Regions from separate parts of the Mus musculus genome. Here all the other regions are linked to region 1. A link is a contact called in public HiChIP or PLAC-seq and promoter capture Hi-C data. All regions are on one chromosome and are shown on one strand. Each heading gives the region's core, a stretch centred on a gene start, on an enhancer-like site or on the middle of the called end of the contact. The rest is flanking DNA. Distances are from core to core; before and after follow the strand shown.

Evidence for each region. HiChIP or PLAC-seq counts read pairs in DNA pulled down with a chosen protein or histone mark. Capture Hi-C pulls out chosen DNA fragments and counts their contacts.
Region 2: a contact with region 1 is called in a FOXA1 HiChIP or PLAC-seq map of pancreatic cancer cells. The contact joins the promoter of Rexo1 here to the promoter of Gng7 in region 1. A contact is called at or near these places in 1 of 39 promoter capture datasets (pre-B cells), 2 of 484 Hi-C or Micro-C datasets (both in embryonic stem cells) and 1 of 115 datasets of contacts at active chromatin or transcription factors (pancreatic cancer cells).
Region 3: a contact with region 1 is called in a FOXA1 HiChIP or PLAC-seq map of pancreatic cancer cells. The contact joins the promoter of Smim24 here to the promoter of Gng7 in region 1. A contact is called at or near these places in 1 of 39 promoter capture datasets (liver) and 1 of 115 datasets of contacts at active chromatin or transcription factors (pancreatic cancer cells).
Region 4: a promoter capture Hi-C map of adipose tissue shows a contact between it and region 1. The contact joins the promoter of Ap3d1 here to the promoter of Gng7 in region 1. A contact is called at or near these places in 22 of 39 promoter capture datasets (the 3T3-L1 cell line, 3T3-L1-derived adipocytes, the HPC-7 cell line and 11 more), 1 of 15 datasets of contacts at CTCF or cohesin (the NIH/3T3 cell line), 5 of 484 Hi-C or Micro-C datasets (B cells, the CH12 cell line, cerebral cortex and 2 more), 11 of 115 datasets of contacts at active chromatin or transcription factors (astrocytes, bone marrow-derived macrophages, embryonic hindbrain and 6 more) and 5 of 9 other capture datasets (adipose tissue, embryonic stem cells, liver and 2 more).

Annotation. Positions count from the first base shown.
Region 1 is chr10:81,011,690-81,019,689 of GRCm38.p6, forward strand. It overlaps Gng7 (guanine nucleotide binding protein (G protein), gamma 7), which reads right to left and starts at 3,236. Exons shown (of 4, transcript NM_010319.3): 1 at 3,167-3,236. Diras1 (DIRAS family, GTP-binding RAS-like 1) reads right to left here. Exons shown (of 2, transcript NM_145217.2): 2 at 7,901-8,000.
Region 2 is chr10:80,558,073-80,566,072 of GRCm38.p6, forward strand. Rexo1 (REX1, RNA exonuclease 1) reads right to left here and starts at 3,488. Exons shown (of 15, transcript NM_025852.3): 1 at 3,192-3,488. The coding sequence starts at 3,348.
Region 3 is chr10:81,387,861-81,395,860 of GRCm38.p6, forward strand. It overlaps Smim24 (small integral membrane protein 24), which reads left to right and starts at 5,204. Exons shown (of 4, transcript NM_001099917.1): 1 at 5,204-5,299; 2 at 5,924-6,035; 3 at 6,228-6,290; 4 at 6,916-7,219. The coding sequence starts at 5,233. The coding sequence ends at 7,036. Dohh (deoxyhypusine hydroxylase/monooxygenase) reads left to right here. Exons shown (of 5, transcript NM_133964.3): 5 at 1-492. The coding sequence ends at 163. Gm48552 (predicted gene, 48552) reads left to right here and starts at 2,457. Exons shown (of 2, transcript NM_001384181.1): 1 at 2,457-2,724; 2 at 2,929-3,695. The coding sequence starts at 2,523. The coding sequence ends at 3,134. It overlaps Gm48551 (predicted gene, 48551), which reads left to right. Exons shown (of 6, transcript NR_168929.1): 5 at 2,499-2,724; 6 at 2,929-3,695.
Region 4 is chr10:80,739,120-80,747,119 of GRCm38.p6, forward strand. It overlaps Ap3d1 (adaptor-related protein complex 3, delta 1 subunit), which reads right to left and starts at 3,156. Exons shown (of 31, transcript NM_007460.2): 1 at 2,777-3,156. The coding sequence starts at 2,872.

The DNA of each region.
Region 1 (8,000 bases), core at 1,986-4,485:
CCAGGCTCTGAGGAACCGAAGGACACAGAGATCAGTGAGAGACCAGGGCATAAGGTCGCACAACCTGAGACTCCATGATGGGAATGTCCAAATCAGGAGAACTGAGAGTCTGGAAGTGCATCTGTGGGCGCTGGGCGGGGGCGGGGGCGGGCGGGGGCCGGGCGGGGCGGAGAACGTGGCATTAGCCTGTCATCTATGGATCATGGCTGCACCCGGAGATGAGCTCAGGAAAACCCTAAATTATTATGCTTAAAATGTTGAATTTTAAAATATGCAAATCAGACCCGAATTTAAAACATGAAAATCGATCAGATTATCCCCTTTCCCAAGTTCTCAGGAAGAAGTTGGCAGCCGTTTGAGAAGGCTCTCCGATGTCCCATCGCGGACCCTGTCACCAACCCCCACCAGAGGAGACTATGACAGGACTGGTTTCCCAGGAGCCAGGGAGAAAGCGGCCAGACCATGGGGATGAGGGGCGGAGATAGGGAGCAGGCTGAGGTGTCTCCTACTCAGTCACAAATGGCGGCTTTTGCCTCCCAGTGTGGGAGTGGGACAGGAGGCAACAGAAACAAGTCCTCCCTCCTGGCCTTGGTGTCACAAGAACCTGGAATTGCCAGGGTCAGGTCAGCCATGAAAGGGCTCAGGCGTGGGACAATCTTCCACGGAAGAAAGGCAAGTAAGCGGTGACCTACCAGGCCGCTGTCATATAGTCACACCAGCCAGAGAGGAAACAAAAGAGTCTGGACTTTCAGCCTGTGTCAACCACAGTGGCTGTGGTAGCTGTTCTTTCTAGAAAGTTCCAAGGTCTCCACCAATCCCCACAGTGACAGGGTCTCACTGTGCAGCCCAAGCTGGCCTCAAACTCACAGAGATCCACCTGCTCCTGAGATTATGATATATTCTTGAGGTCCTGGGGACAGCACCGGGGGCCTGGTGCATGCTGGGACAGGTCCCCAACCCAGTGAGCATCATTCCAGTCACTATTTCTAGACACAAATTAAAAACCTGCGACAACACCTTGGCGGGCGGGGGCAGTTTTCCTGTTACTACTTGGTGTGCCAGAGCAAAAAACAAGTCTGTGCTGTGGAGACAAAGATTAGCCGCCCCACTGAGTGTTCTTCGCCTGGGCACACTGGACTCACTAGGGGACCCCCAAGATCCTTCACGAAACAAACTGTGGGTGCGGGCGATGCAGGCTCAATCACTCACAATTTCAAAGTCACACAGAACTGAGTGTGAAAGTCACTCCATTAAGCTCACTCAGGAAGCAGAGGCAGGGGGAGTTCCAGGCCAGCCTAGGCTACACAATGAGACCCCGTCTTCAAAGGAGGAAGAAGAGAGGAGGAGGAATGAAGGAAAGGAAGAAAGAGAGAAAGGAAGGAAGGAAGGAAGGAAGGAAGGAAGGAAGGAAGAAAAGCAAAGCAATAGAAATCGGAGTATGAGCAACCTTCACAGGGCCAAGTGTGGTGACCCATACCTGTCCTGCCACTCAAGACAGAGACTGGAGGATCAGGAGAGAGTTGGAGGTAGCCTGGGCTACAGGAGACCTTGTCTTAAAAACAGAACAGAACGAGCCACCTGGAAGAACTAAGCATCCTAACAAATACCTTGTAATCCCAGCACTGTAGAGCCTGAGGCAGGAGGATGGACATGGCTTCCAACCCTAGTGCCTCACTGGGGGATTCTAGGCAGGTTCTCCACCCCGGGCTCTATCCCAGTCCACATCCTTCCAACCTGGCTGCATAGATCTCAGGCAGTTTTTCACACCTCTGGGCTGTGGACACTGGGCCTGTTCATTGTCTGTGGGACACTATGGGCCCTGCAAGGCACTGTGCAGTCTTAGGCTCCACACTGCATGCCAGGACCTCCTCCCTGATTTGAGAAAGTTACACATGTCCCTAGATGTTACCCAGTGTTCCCTGCACAGCAGAGTCACCCAAGTTCAGAGACAATCTTACACTAAACTGCAAGCTGACTGTGGTGTTTTTGAGACAGTGTCTCACTCTGCAGTCGTGGCTGTCCTGGAACTCACTATGTAGCCTAAGCTAGCCTCAAATTTTCCATTTTTCTGCCTCAGTTTCCTAAGGACTGGGAGAGCACGCCTGCCACCACCGGGGTAGAGATTCTCATTTGCACCCCAGGATGGTGGGAGTCAAGGGGGGTTCCTCATAGTCTTTCTGTGACAGCTTGCACCAGAATGGCCTTAACACATATCTTCCCTGGCAGATACTGCAGGGAGCCTACCCAGGGCTAGCTGCCCTGCCCTCATGAGGAGGTAGGGGGGACTGAGGACTGAGGGACAGCAGCTAACAGATCAAAGCAGAGTCCCAAAGCCACTGAGAGCACTAGACCTGTCTGCAGCTGCAAACCGGTGAACTTGGTGCCTGGTTCCCTGACACCTGGCAACAGTTTCAGTGCTATAACAAGAGGTCCCCCAGCCAGCCACCGTCACCCTCTCTCCCACCTCGCCCCTACCCCCACCCCATCCCACCCCCGCAGTGGAGAGCTGCCCACACACCTTAACACTATTGCCCCTAACACTCCCACAGGAAGTTTCTGAAACAGTCAGTCAACACTGGAGCCTTGTGCACCCCAAGATCTAAGCCTATGTACCCTGAGTCCCTGAGAGGGACACACAGGTACCTTCCCCCTGCTCTATGTCTTTGTCTCCAAGGTGTTGGTACTGTGTGCAACCAAACAGCAAACAGGTAGTGCCCCACTCCTCCTTGACTGCACCCCACTCCTCCCTGACTGCACCCCTCTTCTCCATGACTGAACTCCATTCTTCTCTGTCTGTATCCCACTGTTGTCTGACTTCACTTCACTCCTCCCTTATTGTACCCCACTTCTCCTGACTGTACGCCACTCCCCTGACTACACCACACTCCTGTCACCTTACCCAATACGTATCTGACTGCACCAAACTCAGTCTTGTATGACTGTACCCCACTCCTCCCTAATTGACTGCACCCCACTCCTCCATAACTGATTGCCACCCATTCCTCCCTGATTGCACCCCACTCCTCTTTGACTGCACCCCAACTCTCTCTGACTGCACCCCACTCTTGTCTGACTTCACCCCACTTCTCTGGGCTGCCCCCGTCCTCTCTGAGGCAGCCCACTCCTCCCCGATACACCCCGAGTCTCTTCAGCATGCGGAGCTCACCTGCCTCCAGCCAGTGTCTCAGCAGCCGCACAGCCGAACGCACCGCGGGGCCTAGAGAGGGCTCTTCCATGGGGCGGGGTCTCCCGCGATGAGGGCGGAGCCTCTGTAGCATTCGGACCAATCAGAAGCCAAGGTGGCGGAGGTTGGTCCAGAGGAGGAGCCTAGGGCCGACAGTCTGGTAGGCTTAGCCTTGGGGGCAGGGCGGGGCTTCGGGCTCGAGTGGGCGGGCCAAACCCAGGAATGGCGTCTCCACGGGCCATTCACTAGCTGGAGGGCGGGGTTATGCGTCTAAAGATTGGCAATCAATGGTGCAATCAAAGGGGCCTCTCTGAGGAGAAGCTGCTTAACGTTAGGCATGTACTAAGTCAGGCTTTGTTTTGTTTGGATTTTCGAGTTTATTTTATTGGTGTGTATTTATTGTATGGTATAATGAGTTTCATTATGACGTTTGCATACATTTGTATCCCATATTGTGATAATATTCATCTTCCGCTGAGCATCATTTTAGCAGTAAGAAAACACCGATCAAACTCCCCATCTCAGCCCAGATCTAACAGAACAGCAAGGTCCAGTCAAAAAACCCCATGGGAGCCAGGGACAGGAAGCTCCCTTGTGGTTTTCAAGGAACGAGTTTGAATCCCGAGCAGAGACCCAGGATAGTGAGGAAATACTGATTTTTTATTTGCTTGTTTATCATTTCTGTATTCTGATGTTCATCTCCGGTTTTTTCTATTCTCTCTGTTACTTGGGTTTTTTTTTGGCTTTTGCAGTACTTGGCTTGGGTTATAACTTCAGCCATATATATATATTTTAAGACAGGGTCACAGTAAACCGCCCAGGCTGGCCTTGAACTCACCATGCAGGAGAGGATGACTTTGACTCTCCAGTGGGGGCAGTGGCACCAGGGACTCATGCTGGAAGCCCCAGCCCATGGGTCTGCATTCTCTACAAGTTTTCTTGGTGACCTCAGAGACATCTGGAACATCCCTGCAGGTAACAGCCATCCCAGGGAAAGACCAGTGCAGCCCCTGGGTGGGTGACCTCAGGATTCTGGTGTGGACTGACATTCTGTGACAGACAATCTACTGGCTCGGCTCCCTGGACTCTTGTCATTCCTGAAGGAACCTGGCTATCATCCACACACACATCCACACACATACATGCACACACATATGAATGCCCCCACCACAGACATGCACAGACAGGCACACACATGCACGTGTGCTCACACACACAAACACACACAAACACTGCACTTTATATTCAGAGAAAGCCCAGAACCTTTCTTCAGTGTTCTTCCCTGGCACATCCCATCCAGGCTGTCCCCAGACCCTACTACTGTTTGTGGTTCACCTGGTAGATGCAGAGTTGGGCTATCTTCCAGCACTTGAGAAGATGAGGCAGGAGGACTGCCCCAAGTTTGAGTTCAGTTTGGGCTACATGGGTGAGTTTGAAGCCATTGTAGGCAACATGAGACCCTGTTTCAAAAACTAACTAATGCTGGAGAGTCGGCTCAGTGGTTAAGAGCACTAGCTGTTCTTCCAGAGGACCTGGGTTCAATTCCTAGCACTCACATGGCAGCTCACAACTGTCTCCAGTTTCAGGGGATCTGACACCTTCACACAGACATGCACACAGGCAAAACACCCGTGCACATAAAATTTAAATAAATAAATAAATAAATGAATAAATAAATAAATGAATAAATAAATAAATACAAACACTAAGAGGTTTGTAGCTCAACAGGAAAAGTATCTGCCTCCAAGCCTGAGAGCCTGAGAGAATCTAATCTCCAGTAAGGCTAGACCATTGTGTCCTCTGACTACCACACACATACTGGAGCGTGTGTACATGCACACGTGCACACACACACACACAAATTTCCCAAATGTAATTCAAAACAAGATCCACAAAAATTACCCTTTTGTGGCATGCAATTGAGTCTAAGTAGATTCAGGAGACCGCACTGAGCCCAGAGGCCACCAGGGGGAGCGCTGGAGCTGCCCGCCCTGGGCACATCCCCTTCCCCTAGGTCCAGACCTTGTCACCCTGACCTACCTAGACTCTTTCATTTCCATGATTTACATTGTTTTGTTTTATTTTTTTCCAAAACTGTTCGTATTTATTTTGTGTGTAAAGATGTTGTGCATGCATGTGTCTGTGTGCTCACCGTGTGTGTGTGTGTGTGTGTGTGTGTGTGTGTGTATGCAAGTGGTCTGCAGAGTCCAGAAGAGGGTATTGGATCCCTTGGGACTGGGTGCTGGAAATGAAACCTAGTTCTCTGGATGAGCAGTCAGTGTTCTCTACTGCCGTGTTGTCTCTCCAGCCCTGTTTGTTTGTTTGTTTGTTTGAAATAGTGACTCACTGTGTAGACAAGGCTGGCCTCCAACTCACAGAGATTCACCCATCTATTTACCTCCAAGTGCTGGAATTAAAGGTTTGGCTGCCACAAGCCAGCCTGTTTCTATGACTCTTGTTGTCTTAAAAGCCAGTATGCATCTTTTAAAAACAAACAAACAAAAAAAAAATTGAGCTGGGCCAGCAACAGTTTGATGTACAGAGGCACTTGTGGCTAAGTTTGAAGACTTGAATTTGAGTCCCAGGAGCCACATGATGGTAGAACACAGACCGCTGTGTGCTGTCCTCTGACCTATACACACAATAAATAAATAGACAGAAAAATAAATGTTTAAATGTTTAAAAAAATCATCATGGCTAGGCAGTGGTGGCGCAAGCCTTTGATCCCAGCACTTGGGAGGCAGAGGCAGGCAGATTTCTAAGTTTGAGGCCAGCCTGGTCTACAGAGTGAGTTCCAGGACAGCCAGGGCTACACAGAAAAACCCTGTCTCAAAAAAAAAACCCAAAATAAACAAATAAACAAACAATCAGATAAATAAATATTATCATGTATGCCATAATCACGCACACATAACCTTTTAGCAGTCAGGAAACCGAGGCAGTAGGATTGCTGTGAGTTTCAGGCCAATTTGAGCCACAGAGTGGGACTTTTTTTTTTTTTAAGATATTTATTTATTTATTTAATGTATGTGAGTACACTGTAGCTGTCTTCAGACACCCCAGAAGAGGGCATCAGGTCCCTTTTTACATTGCAGATGGTTGTGAGCCACCATGTGGTGCCTGGGAATTGAACTCAGGACCTCTAGAAAAGCAGTCAGTGCTCTTAACCGCTGAGCCATCTCTCCAGCTCCAGAGTGGGACTGTCTTAAACTAACACAAACTGTTGGTTTTTTTTTTTTGTTTTTGTTTTTGTTTTTGTTTTTGTTTTTTTGAGACAGCTTCTCACAAATGTACCCCAGGCTGCCCTCAGATTCACTGTGTAGCCAGGAGGACTGGCTGCTCCACCTCCAAACGCATGTGTCTCTGTGTGTGTGTGTGTGTGTGTGTGTGTGTGTTTGTACATGAGACATCACATGCAGGTTATACAGGACAGAAACGGCATCGAGGGTTTCATCCACATCAGGAGAGACACAGCCAAATTTCACCTATTACTATACGAAAGATAAATGCAGCCTTTCTTTTCCATTTCTGGGCATGGAGTCCATGGCCTCATATGACCTAGGAGAGGCTCCAGCCCCTTGCTGGAGGATTCTAGGCGGAGCTCCATCCTGACCACGCCCTCAACCCCCCTCAATGGAGATTTCTAGGCAGGCTCCACCCATGACCACGCCCTCATCGCCCCTCACTGGAGGATTTTAGGCGGAGTTCCATCCTGACCACGCCCTCATCGCCGCTTATTGGAGGATTCTAGGCGGGGCACCATCCATGACCACACTCCCAGGATGTAGGTATTTTTTATGTTTTTTTTTCCTTTGTTTTTGTTTTCTCTCTTTTTGTTCTTTATTTCTCTGGTTCTGTGAGGTTTAAATTTTTATTTTGTTTGTTGTTTGTTCACGTATGTTTGTGCCTGAGTGTGGGCACTGGCTGATACGCCATGGCCAGGCCAATGCAGGGTGCTGTTATCCTCTTTGGCTCTGCCTATTTCTTCTAGGCAGGGTCTCTCCCTGAACCTGGGTCTTATGTTTTCTATCCTAGGCTAAAAGGAGGGTGTTGCTTTGTTCTTGGCTCCCTTGGCTGGGGTTACAGGAATCCTGACTTGTTTCCTTGTGCTAGGAATTGAACGTTGGTTCTCTGAGAGAGCTGCAAGCATTTCTAACCATTGGGCCACCCCTCCAGCCCTTGTTTCTGTTGGGATTCCTGGCAATGTGCCTCCCTATGCAGCCTCCCATGCTGGGATTCGAGGCAGGGGTGGCCATGCTCAGTTGTACATGACTGAAGGTGGAGGGGCTGAGAAGGCAGGCACCCTGGCCGGTGCACACTGTGGCCGAACCTGGGCTCCAGGTCAGAGCTGGGCGTACTGTGGTGCCTTTTACACACAGTGAATGGGTGAATGAATGAATTAGTGAGTGAATGAATGAGCTCAGCCAATCTGTCCTTTAAATGGCAGAGGGCAGCCTGGGAAGTTGAAGGACTGGGCGGGAATCAGAGAGAGGCTGAGTAAAAGACTGAGCCCCTGGGGCAGGATCCAGGGAGGCCAGCAAGGCCCACATAAGGAATGGACACTGTTCATGGCCCAGTAAGCTTGGCTGTGACCTTGGCTGTGACACCCACTGCAATCCCCCCTCCCCGTGTCCCCCACGCCCACCCTCCATTTCCCACCCTCAGCTGCAGCAGGCAGCTTAAAGCCCCACAGAAGCCACATGCAGCACAGGGGAGGCAGGATCCACGTGTTTATTGCAGGAAGACAAGGTCTACGAGAGAACGGTACACAGACCCCACATGGGATGGGGCTCCCACATGCGGGGGGCAGGGGTGG
Region 2 (8,000 bases), core at 2,238-4,737, 450 kb before region 1:
TGGGGGTGGGGTTAGCTCTCTGGCTCAGACACCCTGATTTCTCATTTCTGCTCCTCTCATACATACCCCTCCCTTGACAGGGACAGTAGCTGTGTTGGGGCCCGGGCTTCGTGTACACCAGCCAATAGGAATCCAGAGAGAAACCCAAGGCCCAGTCTTGCCACTCACAGGGGCTACCACCGAGGAATCACCTCCTATGCCCATAGCTCTAACCTCCCTCACTGGTATCAGTGAACAAACTTCCTTTGTCCCTCAGCCTGTCTTCCTCCATAGCACTCAGCATCTCAACAGGGTAACTATGTATCCCAGCTGAGAAAAGGTGGCTAGCTTCTGTTGCAGCTCTGAGCCACTGGAGACCAGTCACATAAGGGTTTGCTTTCCTGTGGGTACAAAGGCCATGGAGGGCTACTCCAGGGAGCCCAAGGGATGCCACCAAGGCTGAGCCACAGGTGTAGGGACTTTATCCTAATCCAGAGCAGCCCAGGCCCAGGCCTCCTCAGAGGAGCACTGAGGAGAGGACAGAAGAATCCCCAGAGCAGGAAGAGCAGGACTGGACATCATGTCTAGGACACCAGGAGATGCCACGAGGAACGGAGCACCATTCCCTGAGGACTGTCAGACACACAGAGAAGCACCAGACCCCAAACATGACCTTCTGGGGAACCAAGTAACCAGCTGTGGCGCAAGACAGCACAGGAAGAACAACGTGAGAGGAAAGGTGAGGACCAAGCACTGCTCAGGGATGGCACAGTACCGGGGACAGCACTGCTCAGGGATGGCACAGTACCAGGTACAGCACTGCTCAGGGATGGCACAGTACCAGGTACAGCACTGCTCAGGGATGGCACAGTACCAGGTACAGCACTGCTCAGGGATGGCACAGTACCAGGTACAGCACTGCTCAGGGATGGCACAGTACCAGGTACAACACTGTTCAGGGATGGCACAGTACCGGGTACAGCACTGGGATGGCACAGTATTGGGTCCAGCACTGGGCACAGCAGAAGACAGCTTCCATCCCCAATCCACAAAAAGGAAGTAAACTTTAAAAGCCAGGATGTCAACTTAGTGGTGGGGGTGCACACCACTGATCCTAGTGCTCTGGAGACAGAGGCAGGAGGATCTCTGTGAGTTCAAGGCCAGCCTGGTCTACAGAGTGAGTCCAGGACAGTCAGGGGTACACAGAGACCCTGTCTCAAAAAACAAAACAAAATCCCACAAAACAACAAAAGGGTGAAAGAGATGGCTCAGGGGTTAAGAGCACTGGTTGCTTTTGCCACGGTCAGAACTCCATCCGTAACACTAATGGCTGAAGGCATACAACTACTTGGAAATTCAGACCTAGGAATCCAATGTCCCCCTCTGGCCTCTGCAGACACACCGAGTTGGACACCCATACAGGCATAAGTCTATAGGAAACGAAAGGCACTGCATGTCACCAAGCTGGGCACTGCAGCCTGAGAGGTCGCCTATGCCAGGCACTCAGGGCCCACCCTGCAGTGAAATCTGCCAAGCTATGCCCCTCCTCTTCCCAAGCACCTGGGCTGAGTCCCCGGCTGACCCGGCAAGGACAATGGCGGCCAGGTGTGGAGCCTGACCACCACACACAGAGTTGTCAAAGGGCCACTTGCAGTGCAGGTGTCCTAGGCCAATGTATGTGTGAGGATGGGGACCCAACAACAAGAGATGTGGCAGGTCATGCCTGGCCCTCAAACTCTCAGAGGGCAGAGGCAGGAAGATCACCTCAAGTTCGAGGCCAGCCTGGGCTACACAGTGAACCTATCTATCCATTTAAATGCTCGATATATATATATATGTATATATATATATACACACACACACACACATATATATATACCATTATTTAAATAAAAGACAACAGCTTGAGAGAGAGTGGTCTAAAATAAACCTGGGACCTGGGGGTGGAGTCAGTGGTGAAGTTCACCAAGCCATTTCTAAGGAACAGAGGCCACCAGAGGGGACTAAACGGTACTCTAGTCAACAATGCCCTGTCTCTCTTTTAGAGATGACCACATATGTAACCCAGGCTGGCCTTAAACTCAAAGAGATTCACCTGCCTCTACCTCCTAAATGCTGAAATTAAAGGCATGCACCACCATACCTGGGTGCCATGCCACTTTTTAAAGGTTTTTGTTTTTAATTTCATCCACATGAGAGTTTGCCTGGGTGATTGCATTTGCACCACACATGGCTGGTGCCTTGGAACTGGGTTTACAAACCAGCCATGTGGCTGCTGGTAACCCAATCCAGGGCCTCTGCAACAGTAGCAAGCGTGGCCCCCACCCCTCAGACAGGGACTCACTGGCTATGGATTTCTGGAACAAGGCTTCCTATATAGACCAGGCTGGACTCAAACTCAGAGGTCCACCCGGCAATGCCTCTAGAGAAACGGGACTAAAAGTGTGCACGCAGCAGGCCCAGCCCAAAACAGAAAGTGCTCTTAAATCGGAGCCATCTCTCTAGGCTCTCCAATGTCTTCTTTAAATGCAATTGGAATCCTAAGGGTCCGGTTAGGGCCATCCCAGAACCTAGGAGGTTGCAGCTTCAGGGTCCTGGGTCCAAAACTAGCCTGGCCTACAACAGTAAAAACAAACAAAAGACAAATAACAAAACCTTAATGTCTTTTCTCTAATACAATACTTCCTACACACTGCCTGATCCCTGAGGCCTTCTTCAAAATGTCATCACACTAATTGCGACATGCTCCCTGCCAAGCTCAAAGTCCACACCCGTTCAAGGCAAGGGGGTTTTCCGCTCGACAAACAGCAGGTGCCCCTATGGCCTTGTGCATCCAACTACTGGAGACAGTGGGGGGGGGGGGGGGACTCATCCCAGGAAACTGTCGCGTTCGTAAACAAGGTATGCCACAAGCGCACAGGGTGGCGTGCGTGGTGACGGGAGGGAATGATATATCGTTCGGAACAAGGTGGACAGAATAAGAACCGGAGGAGTTGCACCAAGTCCCCTAGCTTGGGGACGGGGATGCACGGTCTCTCGCTCCGTCGTGACCGTCTTTATGCTTTAATGACCAGAGAGGTCTAGACATTTGCACAGCATCGCGATGGCAGCTAGGAGAGGGACAGCAATCTGACAGTGCGCGGTCTGGCTGAGCAAGGGAAACATGTAGCACGGGCGGGCTGTGGGACCCAGGGCGGTCCTATGGGCTTTACCTGATGCAGGAGATGCTGCGCCGCCGCTACCGGGAGCGCCGGGACCCCGAGCTCCGCGGTGCCGGAAGTGGCAGTAGGGCCGCCGGCAAGGCCCCCCGGGAGCTCCCGCCCAGTATGGGCAGTCGATGGAGCGGAAGAAGCCGGTAGAACGTAGCATGGTCCGTTCCGCAGCGGGGCCCCGGCCCGGAGATACCCGGGACCCCGGGACCCCTCCTCACACTCGCCCCGGAGGCTTCCGCTCGCGCTTTTCGGACCCCGCCGACGCCGCCATCTTGCCCCGAGGCCCCCAGAGGCCCCCGGGACGCTGTCGCTAGGGACGCCGGGAAGGGCTGACTGAAGTGCGCCTGCTTACAATGTCGTCTCCCGCGGAACTGTAGCCGTCGGAAGACCCGAAGCTTAGGACAAGAGAAGCTTTAAAGAACGCGTGATTATATGCTTCTGGTCCTGAGAACCTTCCGGCACCGGACTTTCGCGGGTGCAGCTTCGCAATCTTGAGCCTCAAGCCCCTGAGAAGCCTGGGCTGTCCAGAGTGCGCCTGGCTGGAAATGCACCGCGAGTCTCCGCTGTAATCTTTGGCTATATAAGGCCGTCGTGCGCCCCCCGGAGGACGAGGAGAGCTTCACGGCCAGGGTTTTTGTTTGATTTAGGATTTACTTTCTAATTCTATGTATGTGCAACATGAGTGTTTCTGATTCTCGCTGAAGTCAGAAAAGGGCTTTGGATACCCAGAAATTGGAGCTACTCATGGTTATGAACGGTCATGTGAGTACTGGGAACCGAACCCAAGTCTCCAATTGCTGTAAGTGCTCTTCACCACTGAGCCAACTCTCTAGCCAGGGTCTTAATTGGCTGAGGTGCCTATCCTGAGAAACCTACCTAATTGATGCTCAAATAGTCACCTAACCACGAGGGGTATCAGTGGGGCATTTCTTTTTTCTTTTTGCCGTGCCTAGATACATACACTAGACAAGGGCACTCCAACTAAGCTACACTCTGGAAATATATTTGATTTTTTTTTTTTTGTTTTTTTGTTTTTTTGTTTTTGCTTTGTTCTGGGGTGTTTGGAGGGAGGCGACACTGTGCACCCGCATGCAGAGGTTAGAGGAGCATACAGCTTCCCACCCCTTTGTTTAGTCTTCCATTTTCTTTCCTTTAAGACAGGCTTCTTCACTGAAGTACTTCAGCTGGGCAGGCTGGCTAGCAAGCTCCCAGCATCTGCTTGCCTCCACCCCAAAGCCTAGGGTGGCACTCACCTGGTCATACCCAGCTTTAAATGGGTGCTGGGGATTAGAACTCAGGTCCTGAGACCTGTGCACAGCTTTCTAACCCACTGAGCCCTCTCCCCAACCGCTTTTCTGTTTTGCTTTTGATTGAGGTAAGGTCTCATGTAACACAGACTGGATGGACTTGCCCATTACACAGTGCTGGAGATGAAACGCAAAGCCTTGTGCTTGCTAGACAGTTACTCCAGTCACTGAGCAACATCCCCAGAACCCCTCTTTCTGTTTGTCTGGACAGGGTCTGGCACTGTAGCCTAGACTGATCTTGGACTTCTGACAGTTTTCCTAAATGCTAAGATTACAGGCCTGAGTCACCATGGCCGCCTGCTTTTTAAATTTTTAATCAATTTATTTGGTGTTTATTTTAAAAGATTCTCCTTCTGCACTCCAGGCTCATCTCATTTTCAAATCTATAAAATCCATCTGCCTCAGCCTCTGGGATCCTAGGATTACAGACTTGAGCCAACACATGCAATTTTGGAAGGGTATTCTACCAGCATTTAACAATTCTCACAGAGAGAAGTCACCTGGATAAGCACTGGTGCATGACGAACATATGACATAGGCCCTGGGTTATTACACAGCCTCAAAAGCAATTCTGGTGGTGTACACCTATAGTCTCAGTCCAGTGGAGGTCGAGGTGGGAGCACACCTGTAATCTCAGTACAGTGGAGACAGAGGTGGGAACACACCTATAGTCTCAGTACAGTGGAGACAGAGGTGGGAACACACCTATAGTCTCAGTACAGTGGAAATAGAGGTGAGAGATTGACTCAGATCATTCTCAGTTACACAGAGAACTCAGGGCCAACCTGGGTTACCTGGAAACTGGTATTTTAAAATAAATAAAAGCTGGTTTTGTTTTGTTTTTCTGGGGTTTTTTTTGTTTGTTTGTTTTGTTTTGTTTTTTCAAGACAGGGTTTCTCTGTATCACCCTGGCTGTCCTGGAACTCACTCTAGACCAGGCTGGCCTCGAACTCAGAAACCTGCCTGCCTCTGCCTCCCAAGTGCTGGGATTAAAGGCGTGTGCTACCACACCTGGCTTGTTTGTTTTTCTGAGACACAGTTTCTCTGTGTGGCCCTAGATATCCTGGAACTCACTCTGTAGACCAGGCTGGCCTAAACCTCACAAAGACCTGCCTGCCTCTGCCTCTTGTGTGACAGGACTGTAGTCGTGCCACACCACCACCCACCAATAAAGATGTTTTTCAACATCTCTGGACTCCCTCAGCTTCCCACTCCCCAGGACATTGTTGGAATCACTGGAGCCAGAGCGTCAGATTGGGAGCTATGGAGATGGATGGTGGAAGCTGAAGCATAGCCTTCGAATGAGCTTCATGGTGCTGAGCTATACATGGAAATGAGGTTTAAGTGCACTTTCATATTCTGTGTGCCTTTATACAACTATTATCAACAACTGAAGGGGGCGGTGACAGGGCAGCTGTAATTTGGGGTCCAAAAGCAGGAGCTGTAGGTGACCCCAAGGCAGGGTCCCTCTATAGAAATACAGTCAGCCTAGCAGCAGGGCACCAAGATCAGCAAGAGGTGTTCCAGATGTGGCCTTTTCCCAACAAAGTTATTTGGCAAAGAGCCTGAAACAGTACAGAGATTGCTTCTCACGCACGGTAGAAGAGCAAAGGGAGCCGACCCAGGCATGGTTACTTCTCAGTACTGTCACATATAACTCAGCCTCTGCGAATATAGTTATCAGGATAATGTATGTCTCATCTCCGACCTCTGTCAGACCAGAGGTCCAGAGCTGGTGTCCCGGCAAGACAACCTGCAGCACAGCACCTGTCTGCTCACTCACCCGGGAGTTCGAAAGAAAGATCCAAATCTTTCTGCATCTGGCGCTGTTGTCCAACTCATCACTGCTGAATGATGGTGGCTTGACATGTGTTTTCCTTTTCTTGGCCTTGAACTCAACCATCTTACCTGGCCTCCTGAGTAGCTGAGAATGACAGACCCCCTAGGCTATTATGTTTGGGGTTTTGTTGGTTTTTTATCGGTAGGCTGCTGTGAACATTCTAAGCAGTGAAAATGATGTTGAACCTCTGATCCTTGTGGCTCCACCTCCCCAGCCCTGCCGTGCCCACCTTAGCCACACTTATGATCATGAAGAGAAACATAGGCAGAGGAAGGAACAATACAGCGCTTCCAGAACAAGTTGGGCTTGTTTCTTGTTTGTTGGTTTTGTTTTGTTTTTGGGAGGAGGTTGGAATCCTAGGCGGGGATCCAACCTGACCATGCCCCCAATTCCTCACTAGGGGCCTGTAAGGGGGTTGTTCTGCCACACTCTTCTCAGAAGGATCTCTGAAATAAGCTCAGAAATGGAGATGGGAGACCACAGAGCTGGCCAAGTACCTTTAGGTGCTTACCAACAAAGATAAAAAGCACACCACTAGCCGGGCAGTGGTGGAGCACGCCTTTGATCCCAGCACTCGGGAGGCAGAGGCAGGCGGATCTCTGAGTTCGAGGCCAGCCTGGTCTACAGAGTGAGTTCCAGGACAGCCAGGGCTATACAGAAAAACCCTGTCCTCGAAAAACGAGAAAAAAAAAAAAAAAAAAAAAGCACACAGCCACCCAGGAACTTAAATATGCGTGTTCATATCAGCACTAATCACAGAAGCCAATTTTAAATTCAATTCACAATCTGTGCATTGACAAATGAATGATGAACACGGGAGTCTTGCTCAGTCCTAAACTGAAGAATGGCTGTGACACATGACAATATAGAGTGGTTGCCAACACCTTACTGAGACCCTTTAATACATGTAGTTACTCATGTGGTGACACCAGCCATTAAAGTCTTTCATTGCTACTTTGTAACAGTAACTTTGCTACTGTTATGAATCGTAATGTAAATCTGTCTTAGTGACCCATGTGAAAGGGCTGTTGGACTCCCAAAGGAGTCGAGACCACTCACTGGTGTGGAGATGTTTGGTGAGAGAACCAACACAAAAGGCCAAGGGAGTAAGGGACTCCACAGAAAACATCCAGAACTTGGGGTGCAGACTTAAGAATGATGGCTAGGAAGGGGAGGGTACAGCTTATGGAGTAAGAGCTTATTTAGGCATAAAAGAATGTTCTGGAATTAGTCGGGGCAATAAAGCAGAAAAAGGCAAGAGTATGTAGTTGGTGCATATAGTGTGTGTGTGGGGGGGAGCAGCTCCTTCTAGAATCCCTCAGTGAGGCGGTGGGGGCGTGGCCAGCAGTTGAGACCCTCTTTAATATATGCAAAGTTCTGGATTCCGTCTCCAGCACCATCGAAAGTGTTAAAAAATTACTAGAGGCAGAGTTCTGGGGAGCTAACAGCATTTGCGGTTCTGCTGTTGGAGCGGATAGCTAACCACATTTGTGGAACTGAGGGCCGCGTACATGCTAAACAAGCTTTCACCATTCAACTGCATAGCACGAAACTGCAGAGACTCTGAATGGTACAAGGACCACACTGTGACAAGGCATGGGGACACCATGGCAGGCGCAGAGATGGAGCACACGGGCATCCGAAGGCGGCCCTGGAAATTCT
Region 3 (8,000 bases), core at 3,954-6,453, 380 kb after region 1:
CATCGCCAGACCTGCCTGCCTGGCTGCATTGCGAGAGCACATTGAGGACCCTGAGCAGGTGGTGCGGGAGAGCTGCGAGGTGGCCCTGGACATGTATGAGTATGAGAGCAGCCAGGATTTCCAGTATGCAGACGGGCTGGAGCGCCTGCGGCCACCACCCTAACCTAGCGCCTGGCTGCCTGCCCTGGGGCTGCCTCCTCTGCTGCTGCCCTGGCCCCGGCCATGTGTGCTGTGCCTCACATCCAGATTTAGGGAGCAGAGCAGCTGAGGGGCCCTGTGTCCCACTCGCCTCACCTCCTTGCTGGGTGCTGTCTGCTCTGTGGTTCTGTGTCTCCCATGCCCTCCACCAGCAGAGGTGGCAGTGCAGACGCTTGCAGGGTTGGGAAAGTTGTGGGGGCAAGGGTGTGTGGGGTACACCTCCCATCTGGGTCAAGCAGGGAGTACAAGCCAGCCCCAGCGTGCTGCATGAATAAAATAAGTTATTTTTCACAAGTGCTGGCTCCTGCTGTGTGGGGACAGTCATGTGGCCTTTGGGGGGTCACAGAAGAAGGTGTTTAGTGGTACAGCTACAAGTCCATACTGTGGGTTCCCATCAGGCTCCCATAATTCCATGCTGGCTGGGGCACCCACTTCCCTGGACGCCATTCACCTCTGTAAATGTTGACACAGAACGTAGCAGCCCACAGCCATCTGTTCCAGCTTCCAAGACCTGGAACTCAGGTGTCATACCCATGCACATGTCACCTGGCAGGTGACCCCTGCCCTCCCCTGCCTTGTGTGCTCTTCCCCAGGAAGGGGGTGTGGGCTCTGGATTGTTCCAAAGTAAGTGTGATTTGTGTCCTTGCTGCCATGTTTGCTGAGCCGAGAGGCCAGAGGCTGGCGTGGGCAACTCCCAGGTTTTGTTTACTTATTTGAAGCATCAACTCTCGCTGAGCCTGGAGCTTGCTGAGTCAGCTGGGCAGTAGCATTACTAGGGGTCATCCTCCTGTTTCAGTCCCCTCAATGCTGGAGTTACAGTTGTGGCCACCATGCCTGGCTTTTCCATAGATCTCGGGGATATGAATTCAGGTCCTCACAGTTGCATGATGAGAACCTTAGCCTGAGTTAGCCCCCAGTCCTATGTGTGTTCTTTAGACATGTGAGCCCAGGTCCTGTGCAAGAGCATCCAGTGCTCTGACCAATGAACTAACTCTTGGTCTTTGTTCCTCTCCAGGCTGGGTTTCATGTAGCCCAGTCTGGCCTTGAACTCCAACCTGAAGTATAGCAGAGGGTGAGTCTTGGTCTCCCTCGATGCCTGTGATAGGAGGTGGGAATCATGTCCAGGGTTGGTTTTTGGTTTTGTTTTAAATCAGAGGGTGCAATGTTAGTTGAAGGCAGCCAAATTCATGGCAATCTTGCCTCAGTCTCCTGGGTGCCACTCTTCCTGGCTGGTCACTTTGTATTCAGCACAGAGAGGTTGCCAAGTCTCTTCACTTGAGTTTTCACTCTAGATTCAAATTCCTTACCTCCCATTTCTCCCCATCATAGCTTAAACTTAGGCCACCATGCCTGGCCACTGTGTCCCAGGAACTGCCCATGGGAGCCCTCCTGAAAACCAAGTTACAGAGGCCTTCCTTCCCTTCCCTGATGCCATCTGACCTGGCCATCTTCCTTCTCCAAGCACCACCCTCACGTGACCCCTCCTTGACCCCTGGCTTTGCTCTTTCTTAGCCTGGCCGGCTGCCTAGTTCTCTTTCCAACTCCAGTCCTCTGTCTTTGTTCCTCCTCTGCCTGATACTCTTTGAGCATGAAACATGTTACAGACTGCAAAGACCACTATCTGGTGCCCATCCCAGCTGCAGTGCTCTGCTGCCCCTGAATGCTGGGCTTTTACCGGATGACTGCACACTTGAAGCCAGTGGCTTTGTACATGGACTTAGTGGTCCTGTGATGACCAGCCCCTTGCTATAAGGAAATCTACCCTACCAGAGCTGGGATAGTCACAGCATGGAACTCTCAGAACTGGAATTTGAACCCTGTCTCTCACAGAGTGCTAGGTTTCCCCCTTCTAGAACCTCCCAGCAAGAAGCCATTGTACCCACTTACTCCCACCGTCTACACACTGTCCTCCCCCACAGTGGCCGCCAGAGGACGCCCGTGAGCAGAGTATTTTTCTGCCTGTAGCTACCCGTGGGTTCCACCCTGCCCTGTCCACCCTGCACAGTCCCCATTCTGACCCCTCATTGCTCAGTCGGCCACAGTGGCATGAGCCCCACCCCCCCCACCCCCCACATGCTCACCGAGAGTACCAGGCTCCCGACTGCCCAAGAGCTTTGCACAGGGGAGCCCTCTGCCTACCCTGCTCAGAGAACTCTGCCTTTGAAGGTCCTGGGGTCAATGTGGATGTGCACGTCACTTCTGGTGAGGGGAACACTGATCCGGACAGATGGCCTGGAGGAGCCGTTCTAATCCTTTTAGCTCATTCCCTAATACTCCCGTGTGTGGGTCACCTCCCTCAGGCTCCTGCTGAAGGTGTCTCAGCCATGGCAGGGTCAGTGGATGAAAAAGAGGCCGAGGACTGGAGCCCAGCCCCTCCGATGTATGAGGAATACCGGCCACCCGCGCTGGATGCCATCCGCCTGCCTCGCTATGCCCTGTATCTGCTGATGGCCGCTATCCTGGTGGTGGCCGTGGCCTATGCCATTGTTGGCCACCTCATCAAAGATCTAGCTCATGACCTGGCTGGTGAGCCACTTTCCTGCCTAATCCATCCTGGGCTGGGGTCACAGGTGGCATGGGATGGAGCTCCGGTCTAGGCCAGGGTCGGCCCAAGGGTGGTCGTGGCCAGATCAAACTATGGCATGGGCGTGGCCAAGGTCAGGGGGAGCAGTGGGCTTGGTCAGGGTTTCCGCGGCCAGTCACGACCTCACCAGCCACTTGTCCCTGCAGACTGGGCCTTTGGCCCTAAGCCTGACCAGGAGGAGGAAGGTTCCCGGGAGCTGCGGGCCAGCTTGGCTGCAGAGGACCTGGAAGAACTAGATCTTCAGCTGGCCCTGGCCTGGCGTGGGGAGGATGACCCTGCCCGTGCTCCTCGCCGCACCTCCATTGCCTTCAAGGACCCGCCGGTGCAAACCAACTTTTGGAGGCTGGACTGACCTGGAGGAGTGGCATGTGTGACACTGGTGGGCCTGGCAGTTCCCTCTGCCTCAGTTGGACCACCTGTGTATGTGACAACATAGGGTTTGGCCAGGCTGAAACTCAAAACTCCCCTCCTGGGCTGGAGTGCTCTGATTGCAGACTCCACTTACACTTTATTGACTTGGAGACAGGTTCTCCATGTAGCCTAGGCAAGCCTTGAACTTGATACATAGCAGAGGACAACCTTGAACTCCTGATCCTCCAGTCACCATCTCCTGAACGCTGGGATGACAGATCTGGGCTTCTGTGATACTGAGGAGAGCCCAGGGTCTCCTCCAAGGCTGTGCCAGCCCGAGGCCCTGACAGCTTCCTTTCTTCCTTCCTTCCTTTCTTTCCCTCTTTCTTTCTCTTTTGGTTTTTCAAGACAGGGTTTCTCTGCGTAACAGCCCTGGCTGTCCTGGAACTCAGAGCCATCACCTGCAACATTTTTTCCTATGGATAATTCCTTACACAGTGTTTGCTGAGAGGAGAAAAGAGTGAGGCCAAATTCACATATAAATTAAAAGCCTATCTGACTATCCAAGTGCCATGACCTTTTTGTCTCAGCCCTGTCCCACACGTTCTCACAAAACCCTCCTGGGTGCTGTCGATGAGCCCAGTAGCACAGACTGGAAACTGAGGCAGGCCACTGAGAAATGTCTGGGTGAAGGTCCCTCAGCTTATTGTCACACACAGCACGGAGTAACCAAGCTGTCATCCTCAGCATTCAAGAGGCTGAGGCAGGAGGATGGCACATTCCAGGCCAGCCTGGACTAGGGAGCATAAGGAACCATGTGTGGTAGGTCCTCTCCACAGGGCTTCCCCCACCTCAGCTGGTGGGCATGTCAGTCTGGGCTCCTGACATCCCACCTGGGCTCAGATCTCTCAGCTCAGGACTCCATGAGTATACAGTAGGAGCTTAATATAGATAGGCATGCCTGGTTGGGTTCCTGGTGACATCTTTAATCCCAACACTCAGGAGGCAGAGGCAGGAGAATCTCTCTGAGTTCGAGAGTCTACAAAGTTAGGTTCCAGGACAGCCAGGGTTACCGTGTCTCAAAAAACCAAAATCAGGAAAAAAAAGCCAAACCCTTTTTCCAAACTGTGTGAGACCTGCCTCAAGCTTGGTATGTAGATGAGGATGACCTGGAATTCTTCATTCTCCTGCCTCCACCTCTGAATGCTGAGATGACAGGCATGTATCATCCCACCTCGTTTCTGGGGTGCTGGGGATGGAACCCAGGGCCTCATGCAAGCTGGGAGACTGCTCTGCCTCTGAGCTACAGCCCAGCACACAGTTTTATTTCTGAGACAGTGTCTTGCTCTGGAGGTCAGATAAGGCCTAGACCTAACCATCCTCCTGTCTCAGGCCTCTGTTGTGTGGGAATGACGGGCACATGAGGACATCAGTGCCCCGTTTCCTTGCTGTCTCCTGCACGTGCGCAGGCTGTGGCTGCACCCGTGACACTTCTGGGTGGGGTCCTCCTTTGCCCAGGTGAGGCTTGATATCTAATCAGCTTGAGGCCCAAGGTTGAGGGCAGAAGCCTGTGCCCTGTCTTTGTATGTTGAGATGTCTGGATGCTCTGCAGGCAGGTGTCTCTGCCATTGCTTTGAGGGTCCCCCTTCTAGGAACGTGGTGCTCCCTGCCTCCTTTGCAGCCTGGTGCTCACAGAGCTGCCAACCCCACTGGGCTGACCTACTAGACACAAAGTTGCCAGGCTTGTCCCAGCCACCAAGCCTGACTGCCACACTTGGTTGTGTGCACGTGACAGCGTGGACGTCCCATCTGTGCAGCCTGACTTCTTACAGAGGACTCTAAGGACCTGTCCCTGGGGCTGCTGGTCTCCAGGGAGGGGTGCAAGGTGCGGGGGAAGGGACAGTCTAGGTTAATATTAAACTAGCCGCAGACTCTGCCCTCCAAAGATGCAGGGGTCTGATGCCAAGCAGGCATGGGAGGCTGGGCCACAGACGGCAGGTTCCCCACCCCGCCCCGCCCAATCACTGTCTTAACCCCACCCGAGCCCTGTGCAGCTCACACCTGCAGCTGAACGTCGGCCCATATCCAGTGTGCTGGCCATGGACACCTTGGGCAGGCTGCTGCTGCTGGCTACACTGTTCCTGACACCCGCTGAGGCCCAGCAGGGTAGGACTAGGGTGTGGAGCCCGCGCTGGGTGGGTGTTAGGAACTGGGGCAGGGGCTCTTCAGCATCTCATTTCCCATTAGGAGAAACTAAGGCAAGGCAGGAAGAGGAAGTGAAGAGGGCACTGGTGGGGACGAGTGCTCTCCAATGACTCCTTCTGCCCTGTCTCTGATCTAACATCCTTCTCCCCTCTCAACGCTGTAAGCTAAGGCCACTGCCCTTTTCCAGCTGGTCCTCTCAGCTCCTTCAAGGCCTCTCTGAGCTATCCCCCCCCCTCGCCGCCCCCACTTCCCCCGCCTCCTCAACTACTTTATCTAAAAGCCTCACCCCTTAGAAGCCCAGCTTCTCCGGGAGGCGCGGACCTCCTTTACAACCTCTGCCCCCTAAGCCCCTGGCAGCTCCTAGTCTTGGACGTTCTTCCTGATTCCCACCTCTTTACGCCTTTTCTAAGCCCCGCCCTCCAAGACCCGCCTCTTTCCGTTAACGTCTTCCCCTCTCTCCCGCAGACCCCTCTGCTCCCAACAGACCCTTCTTTTTCCCTCTCGCAGAACCCACTTCCCCTGCAGGCTCCCCTTCCCCCTGCAGACCCTTCGTTTTTTGTGTCTGACTTGTCTTGTCCTTTGCAGCCTCAGAGCGCCGCCTGAAGCCTTGGCTAGTAGGCCTGGCTGCAGTAGTGGGCTTCCTGTTTATAGTCTTCATCCTCATGCTGGCCAATCGTGTCTGGTGCGCCAAAGGCAGGTGAGGACCTGCCCCTGTCCCACGCAGGGCCTCCTTGACCTCCCCGCCCTTCTGTGCTCCCTCCCAGGGTCAGCCTGGAGGTCATCTTGCTTTGCTGCCCTGTTGATCCCTTCTGATTCTTGGCGTTCATGACCTCAGTTGGGGATACTGAGGCAGAGAACAGCTCTTGTATCAATGTTTCTATTTGTGCAGAGCAGAGGATGAGGAGGCTACATTCAGAATGGAGCACATTATGAACGAGAACTCACAGCCAAGGTACCCTGTGGGTGATTCCCCCCAGACAGTCCTGAGAGGCCCAGCTGGGGGGAGGGGACAGTGTCCAGCAGGTGGACTCTGGGTGGGACTCTCTAGTGCAGATTCTGGGTCTGGGAGAGGAATAGAAGTGGGGGAGAGTTGGCATGGGCAGCTGGAAATACAGCTGAGCCCTGTGAACCTGAGAGGGTCCTGAGGAAGGAAGGGAGGGCTAGAAGGAGAGGCTGGGGCTACCTGTACCCAGAACTGCAGAGAACACAGCTACCTACCCTGTGACGACGCATGGTTTCCTGTACACCATGACCGTCACTCTATCGTAAGTGACCCACTCATTAACCTATCCACCCACCCATCCATCCACCCACCCATCTACCCACCCGTCCACCTATCCATCCACCTATCCACACATCCATCCATCGACCCACCCACCTATCCATCCACACATCCACCCATCTACCCACCTATCCTCCCATCCACCAATTCATCCTTTTCTTTCCATGGAGTGAACATTTTCTTTTCTGTGGGGTCATCCTGAGATCACCGCAGCCCGGAGTCCGTCCTCACCTAGCCTGATAAGGTGGCTTGGTAAGCAGTGACCCTCTCTCACTGCGGCACTGTAACCCTACAGTAAAGCAGACAAGAAGCAGAAGAAGAAGGTGGACAGGAAGGGCGGACAGAGCAACGAGGCCTTGGAACTAGAGGAAAAGGAGTCCTCAGATGAGGAGAGAGGCAAGAAAACAGCTTTGTAAAGCATCTTGTCACCTGGGGGTGCTTCATCCACACACCTCAAGTTGCAGCCACCACCTGAAGCCGGACTGGTGTCATCTGGGTCTGAAAACTGTCCTCATATGAGGAGGTCAGCTCTGCCTATGGCCTCCATACTCACCCCCACCTTCCCCTGACACTCACCACTGGCCTGGTGTCCACTCCTATTCATCTGTCCCCCTTCTGCATCCTCTCTCACATCCAATCTGCCCCCTCCAGGCATGCTCCTGGTGTCACCTGACTGTCCCCTATGTCTCTGAGCCCCAGTGCTGTACCCGGGAGGCTTCTACCCTCTGTTTTGGAGGAGAGACACCCTATGGTCCAAGCTCTCTGCCCCATGGTCACCGGGTTCTTTTCTGAGGACCTCATCCAAGGGTCTCCCGTTCTTGAGTTCTCCAGGGCAAGCAGTTCCAGCAATGGCCACGAGGAGGCGGTGTCACCTCTCAGCACCTTCCTTTAATAAAGGTCCCTAATGCTGTAGTCCCTTTGTGTAGGCTTAGGCCAGAGCCTGGATCAGGGGTCCTTGGCCACTGAGAGCTCTGCCTGGGCTCAGGCTGTCCACAGAGGTGTCTGGTTGGTTCTCATGAAGGTCATGATTTTAGACTCATGTCTCAAAAGACAGAGGACTCTGTTCCTCTGCAATGCTGTGGAGCCTTGGGAAGATGGTCCAACCTCTGACATCTGGGGCAGGGACCTGGGATATTTTCTCTTCAGCCCCTCCCACAGAACTAGTGGATCTTAAGGTCAAGAGACCCCAGCTTTTCACTCTAGGTAAGGGGGCTGGGTTCTTTCTTTTTTTTTTTTTTTTTCGGTTTTTTGAGACAGGGTTTCTCTGTATAGCCCTGGCTGTCCTGGAACTCACTTTATAGACCAGGCTGGCCTCGAACTCAGAAATCCGCCTGCCTCTGCCTCCTAATTGCTGGGATTAAAGGCGTGCGCCACCAAGCC
Region 4 (8,000 bases), core at 1,906-4,405, 270 kb before region 1:
TCCAGCTCCAGGAGATCCAATGACCTCACCTGCCTCTGCAGGCACCTACACACACAATGGACACACAGATACACAAATCTACACATAAGAAAAAGTAATCTTTAAAATATATATATGGAGGCTGGAGACATGGCTCAGCAGTTAAGAGCACTGTCTGCTCTTCCTGAGTTCAATTCCCAGCAATCACATGATGGCTCACAACCATCTGTAATGGGATGCTCTCTTCTGGTGTGTTTGAAGAGAGCAACAGTACTCACATACATAAAATAAATAAGTCTTTTTTAAAATTAATATATATAAATGGATACACTATTACTAAAAAGATAAAGATTCAGCCAGGCGTGGTGGCGCACACCTTTAATCCCAGCACTCGGGAGGCAGAGGCAGGCGGAGTTCGAGGCCAGCCTGGGCTACAAAGTGAGTTCCAGGACAGCCAGGGCTATACAGAGAAACCCTGTCTCGAAAAAACCAAAAAAAAAAAAAAGACAAAGATTCATTGGGCATGGTACTGTACACCCACAATCTCAGCACTGGGGAAGCAGAGACAGCTGAGTGCCTGTGAGTTCAAGACCAGACTGATCTACAGGGTGAGTTGTTGGCCTGCCAAAGATACAGAGTAACATCAGCTCAAAGGGGCTGCAGAGATACAACAGAAGAGGTCTTGCTGATCTTCTAGAGGACCTGGGTTTAATTCCCTGTACTGTCTTGAGGCTCTGCACCATCCACAGCCATGTGCTACCACACCTGGCAATAAATTTTTTTTTAAAAAAAAAAAGATCATCTCAAGCTGGGCAGTGGTGGCATATGCCTTTGATGCCAGCACTCTGGAGGCAGAGGCAGGCAAATCTCTTAGTTAAAGGCCAGCCTGGTCTACAGAGTGAGTTCCAGGACAGCCAGGGCTACACAGAGAAACCCTGTTTCAGTTTTTAAAAAAGGATCATCTCAAAAACAAACCAAAACCCCACAAAACTTCCAGAGTGCACACCCTGCATTTTTTAAGTACTTGTAAGGCAGAAGGATTATTACAACTCCCAGTGTCACACAGTGAGACCTAAGTCAACCGGAGTGTAGAGCAGAGAATGGTCACTGCAACTTGTGCTATAAGGTTGGCAGAAGGCTCTGCACTACACCGCACCTTCATAAGAGCCCAACAATGCACAGGAACTTGAAGGTGTCCCTGAGGAGGGACAGAGGACCCAAGCGGTCTCAGTGTGTCTTGTACAGACTGGCCAGCCATGGTGGGAGAGATGGCTCAGCAGTTAAAGGTAGACTCACAACCAAAATCTTAGAATGGCTGAGCAGTCAGCAGCAGGAGCCACATAGAAGCTGAGGGCTTGGAGGACTTTCTGTGCCTGCCTAGCTCTGCACTACTGAAAGAGCTTTCTGCAGACTACATGCAAGACAGTACAATGAAACTCAGTATCAAATGTAATACACACCAATTTTTAAAAAGCACCTCCACCATTACCCCACAGACACCTGTGGGACACTCACAGTCTATGTACACCAATTCCCAATGAAGATTTGAGATTTGCGGGATGGGAAGGTAGGGGACGTGAAGAGCAAAACATAACAGAGGCCTGAGGCCCTGGGCACACATACCTTAAAATCAGTAATCCCAACACTAAGAAGACTGAGGCAGGAGTACCATGAGCCAGCCCAGGTTATGTCCCTAGCTAGAGTCTGTTTCAGGTACTCAAACTAGAATGTGACCTGTCCCCAGGGTCCTAGAACAGCTGCCCAGGGAACATTCTCTGTACGGGAAGGCAAGAAGGGAATGTGGAAGCCCTCTTGAGAGCAAAGAGGGCCACAGTACAAAGGAAATATCACATAGGGCAGTCCACACCCAGCAAAACGCAGGCCAACCAGCTATTTCAACTGAAGTAACAGCCAGGGAGAGCAGGGAGGGTACAAACCACACCAGGTAGGGTAGAAGGGAAGAGGGCTACAGAGAAATGACTGTCCCAGCTAGGGACAGGCACCCTCTTTCAGCATGGCCTTCCAGCCCAGGAGGAGGCCTGCGTCTTTCCACTGAGCCAGGCACTAAGTAGTCACTCTATCACTTCTTCCTTAATCTAGGTCACAGGCTGTGGGGAGGAAAGGAAGCAGCGCTTGTAGTCTCAGTGTAACTTCTGGAAAAATCGCTTCCACACCCTGACTTCTGCCTTCTTTGAGCTTCCAGTTTTGAAGTCAGGCTTCCCCATTCCAAGATGCCCCTAGGTCCTGCACACACTAATAGTTCAGGGGATCTGGGGCAGGAAAACCTGGCAGGGTTCCCAAGGAAGCCCAAGACAGCCACCCGGGCCTGTGCTTTCCTGACAAGGGGATTTCTCCATGGGAGACACGTAGACCTATGACAGGATTTTTCTGTGAGGGTCCCCGATTCCTCCATATGGGATCCAGAAACTAGCTCAAGTGGGGGAACCTTTGCCTAAGTAAGTCTTCTTCAAGAAGGTAAACTCAGGCTCTAGCAGTGGCATCCAACTTCAAGACCTAAAACGCTGAGGCCTTTAGGGCAAGGACTGCTCCAAGTGGACAATTTGGAGGTTCAGGGAGTGGCCCCTAGTTACAACAGACGAGACACCTGAGCCATTTTGGACAGCGCCTGTTTCAAGCTGCTGGGGGTAAACTGAGGCCAGGGGAAGGAGAGGCTGTGCAGAGCCGCAGCTCTGGAACAGGCAGGACGGGAAAGGCGATGGGGTCGAGGAAGACGGCTCCACGGCGGGCCAGAGGCAATGGGGGGAAAGCCCGGCAGCCCCGCTCCGCGCCGGCTCACCTCGTCCTCCTTGTGGTTGCGGATGCCGCGGACCAGATCCTGCAGGTTCTTATCGAACATGCGGTCGATACTGCCCTTGACCATCTTGAGGGCCATCGCGGCGGCCCGTGGGCTGCGGCCTCCGAGGGAAACGCCGCTGCCGCGGCCCTAGAAGGTGCGGGGACCCGGCGACCGCACCTCAGGCAACCGCCCCGCTGTGTTTCCGGCCGCCGCGGAGGGGACGCCGTGGAGGCCAGAGCGACGGCTGTAGCCGGAGAGCAGTCTGAGGAGAAGGGGTAGCCAGTAAGCCCGCCCCCCCCAGCTTCCACAGACCCTTCCCAGCTTAGGGCCGCTGCAAATGGCGGCCAAGATGGCGGTGGGTCAGCTGACGGAGAGCCTCAGCCTCCCGGAAGCCCCGCCTCACCGAAAAGCCCAGCCCCACATTGCAGTTTCCTTGACAACCACACGCCACCCAATAGGAAAGCAGACACCACCCTTTGACGCCTAGCAGCCCACCCCTTCCTCTGCAATGCCTTGCAGCCTCATTGGTGAACAAGAACTCCACAGACGTCCTAACCACGCCCCTAAGGGAAAATCGAGAGCAGGTCTCCCCACTCGCTAAATGACAGCAGTGGGCGTGGTCTTATCTGGTGTGGGCGTGGCTAGAGGAGGGCGGAGCTCCACGTGGAGCTTTTTCTGCAAGGTCCTGGCCAAATATATCCAGCCCAGCCTTTTCTGAATTTAAGTGGTGACTTGGGAATCAGTGTCAGGAGTCAATCACACCAGCAATCCAACCGGCCGGCCTGTGAAACCCTGTCTGTAAAACCAGCACAAGGCTTGGATGGTGGACACCATACAGGAGAAACTGTGGTGGGCAAGTGACTTTGCTGGAGATGGTCCACCGTTTTGCACAGCTGTGATGCATGTTCCTAGAGAGGCACTGCCCCCCGGAGGCGTTCGTCTCTGGATTACTTCTTGGTGCTGCAGTGCCTCCTCATGTTTTTCATTGTTATATGCCTCCCATATCTAGTACGATGTGAATGGGCACCAGGAGACCCTCACTGCCTAGAGTCTGCTGTGGTTGCTTATTGGGAGACAGCCCACTCGATTGGGCAAGTCTCCTGCAGATTAATATAAAGATGAACTTTCATAAAATAGATGAATTAATGATTTTATAGAATTTCTTATTTGATTAAAATAGTTTTAAGATGTTAGGGTAGGTGATAGAAAGTTTAAGGAGGGGCTGGTGAGATGGCTCAGTGGGTAAGAGCACCCGACTGCTCTTCCGAAGGTCCAGAGTTCAAATCCCAGCAATCACATGGTGGCTCACAACCATCCGTAAAGGAGATCTGACTCCCTCTTCTGGAGTGTCTGAAGACAGCTACAATATATTTCCATATAATAAATAAATACATCTTAAAAAAAAAAAAAGAAAGTTTAAGGAGATGGTTTAGATTGTTTTGCCAGAAAGATATAGTAAAGTTAGCATTAAGCATAGAATGTGTCCCCTCCTTTGGCTGCAAACGTTAAATAAGGAACACAGTGAGCTTTCGTGTGTTACAAGCATGTAATTGTACTTGAAAGACAAAATAGGCTTGGGACTAATTTTTTTTTTTTTGGTGCACAAACACTTTTATTTATTTATTTATTTACTTATTTATTACATGTAAGTACACTGTAGCTGTCTTCAGACGTACCAGAAGAGGGCATAAGATCTCATTATGGGTGGTTGTGAGCCACCATGTGGTTGCTGGGATTTGAACTCCGGACCTTCTGAAGACCAGTCGGGTGCTCTTACCCACTGAGCCATCTCACCAGTCCCCTGGCTTGGGACTAATTAATGATCAAAGAAGACATTCATTTTAGGTTAGGTCCGAGTCCCTGGATCATGTGATCCAAGAATGTGGTCCCATGTTTAAATAATTATACTATGAGTATAAGAGTAGAGAATAGGTAATTAGCCAGTTTAGCTGAACAGCACTTCAAAAATAATATGGAAGATAGATTACCTGTTTCTTTTGTTTGTTTGGTTGGTTTTGGTTTTTTGAGTCAGGGTTTCTCTGTGTAGCCCTGGCTGTCCTGGAACTCACTTGGTAGACCAGGCTGGCCTCGAACTCAGAAATCTGCCTGCCTCTGCCTCCCAAGTGCTGGGATTAAAGGCATGTGCCACCACACCCGGCTGAACTTCCCTTTCTGGACATTCAGCAGGAACACTAAGTTTTAAAGCTCTTCTAGAGAACCTGGGTTCATTTGCAAGCACCCACATGGTCACTCAAAAACATCTGTAATGCTACCCAGTTCCAGGGAATTCCTAGCCAGCTGCCTCAGGCAGTATCTTAGTTAGTCTTTTATTTCTATGAACAGACACCATGGCCAAGGCAACTCTTATAAGGACAACATTTAACAGGGGCTGGTTTACAGTTTAGATCATTATCATCATGGTGGGAAGCATGGCAGCATCCAGGCAGACAGTGTTGGAGAAGGAGCTGAGAGTACTTACTACATACATCTTGATCCCAAAGCAGCCAGGAAAAGGCTCTCTTTGCACTGGGTGGAGCTTGAGCAGAGGACCTCAAAGCCCGCCCCCAGAGTGACACACTTCCTACCAGGTCACGCCTAGTCCAGCAGGGCCACACCTCCCAACAGTGCCACTTCCCATGGGCCAAGCACATTCAAACCATTACAGGCATCAGGTGCAAGCATGCATGGGGCGGGGGACATCACCTTCATTACGCTTTTAATTCTGTGACAAACACCATGACTAAAGCACCTTATAGAAGAAACCGTTTTTTCAGAAGGCTCGAGTCCATGAAAGCAGAGCACAGCACAGGGACAGGGACAGCTGAGAGCTCATGTCTGAGCTACAAACAAGAAGGGGGGAGAGAGAGAGAGAGAGAGAGAGAGAGAGAGAGAGAGAGAGAGAGAGAGAGAAAGACCAGAATGGTGAGAGTCTTTGTTTTGTTGTTGTTGTTGTTGTTGACATTGTTGTTGTTTTGAGACAGGGTCTCTCTAGGTCGCTTAGTCCTGGCTGTCTTGGAACTTACTATGTAGATCACGCTGACCTCAAATTCACAGAGATCCACCTGCCTCTGCCTCCTGAGTGGGATTAAAGGTGTGCGCCACCACAGCAGGCTGTGAGAACCCTCAAAGCCCTTCCTCTGTGTGACAGACCTCCTCCAACAAGGCTACACTTCCTAATCCTTCCCAAATAATCCCAGAAAGCAGGGGCCAGGTACTCAAACATAGGCATATATGAGGGCCATTCTCATCCAAATCACCACAGACATACACAGGCAAGATATCTGTACACCTAAACAGCCATGAAAATGAAAAATAACAAGAATGAATATCAATAGGGGCTGGAGAGATGGCCCAGCAGTTAAGATCTACTCTTCCAGAGGTCCTGAGTTCAATTCCCAGCAACCACATGGTGGCTCACAACCATCTGTAGTGGGATCTGATGCCCTCTTCTGGTGTTTCTGAAGACAGGGACAGTGTACTCACATACATAAAATAATAAATAAATCTAAAAAGTAAATACCAGCCAGGCGGTAATGGTACATGCCTTTAATCCCAGCACTTGGGAGGCAGAGGCAGGCAGATTTCTGAGTTCGAGGCCAGCCTGGTCTACAAAGTGAGTTCCAGGACCGCCAGGGCTATACAGAGAAACCCTGTCTTGAATAAATAAATAAATAAATAAATAAATAAATAAATAAATAAGTACCAATAGGGGCTGGAGTAACTCCACAATGGTTATAAGAACCAGGACAGGGGGCTGGAGAGATGGCTCAGCAGTTAAGAGCACTGACTGCTCTTCTGAAGGACCTGAGTTCAAATCCCAACAACCACATGGTGGCTCACAACCATCTGTAATGAGATCTGGCGCCTTCTTCTGGAATGTCTGAAGACAGCTACAGTGTACTTACATATAATAAATAAATAAACCTTTAAAAAAAAAAAACAGGACAGCTTTTGCAGAAGAGTGAAGTTTGATCACCAATGCCAGCCAGAGCAGTAGACTCACAGCCTCATATTAACGCCAGTTCCAGGAAATTAAACTCCCTTTGCTGGCCTCCGTGAGGAATTACACACCATAGTGCACATAAAATCCCTGTGCTTGATGGCACTTGGCACGAGGATCCAGAGTCAATTTCCAGATCCCAGTGGAGGTTCACAACTGTGTGACTGCAATTCCAGGGGATCCAAGCCCTCTTCTGGCTTCCACAGCCAACAGGAGAACACGGAGATGTGGATATACGTGCCGGCAAAACACCTACACACAGAAAATTAAATAAATAAACAAATAAATAAAAGGTAAAAATTTTAAGTAGTATTTTATACATTTTAGCTAGGCAAAGGACCACTGAGGTCCCAGCCTGATTGACATACTGAGTTTCAGGGCACAGTGCTCAACAAAGAGACAGTGTCTCAGTCAGGTGAGCATGGGGGTGTGGTGGCTCAGGAGGCCAAGGCAAGAAGATCAGAGACTGCAACACACAACAGACAAAATAAGAAAGGCCAGGTGAAAACGTTAACCTGCCATCCACACTGAAGAGATGCAGACAGGAGGATCGGAAGCTTGGGTTTTATTTGGGCTGCAAGGTGAATTTAAGGCCAGCCTGAACTACATGAGACTAAATTAAGTCAGGTATGATGACCCGGGCCTGTCATCTGCCCTGGGAGGCAGAGGCAAGGGGTCTCAGTGGATTTGAGGCCAGCCTGGTACATAATAACTTAGGTCAGCCTCAGCTACATAGAGACACACTGTGGAATGCAGAGGGTATGCCCAGCAGTCAGTAGTCTTGGGTTCCACCCAAAGGAAGCAGAAACTTCTGGTTTCTGTGGAAAGTTAGTTATGTCAAATGATGGTTTGCTGGGGCTCACAGGTGAGGGGATGTTTTGCTATAGCAGACACATGAAAGAATGGATGATAAAGGAGTATAAATATGACCCCACAGCCAGTGGGGCTCAAGCATTGATTTGCTTTGCTCTGCCTTGCTATCCTTGGCTAATGACACACATGTCTTGGTTCACCTTACATTGAGTTGTTGAGCCCTGCTTGTGATGATACCAAGGAGAAACTTGCCAAAGAATTAATTTCTTTCTTTCTTTCTTTCTTTCTTTCTTTCTTTCTTTCTCTCTTTCTTTCTTTCTTTCTTCCTTGTTTTTTGTTTTTGTTTTTGTTTTTTGAGACAGGGTTTCTCTGTATAGCTCTGGCTGTCCTGGAACTCACTCTGTAAACCAG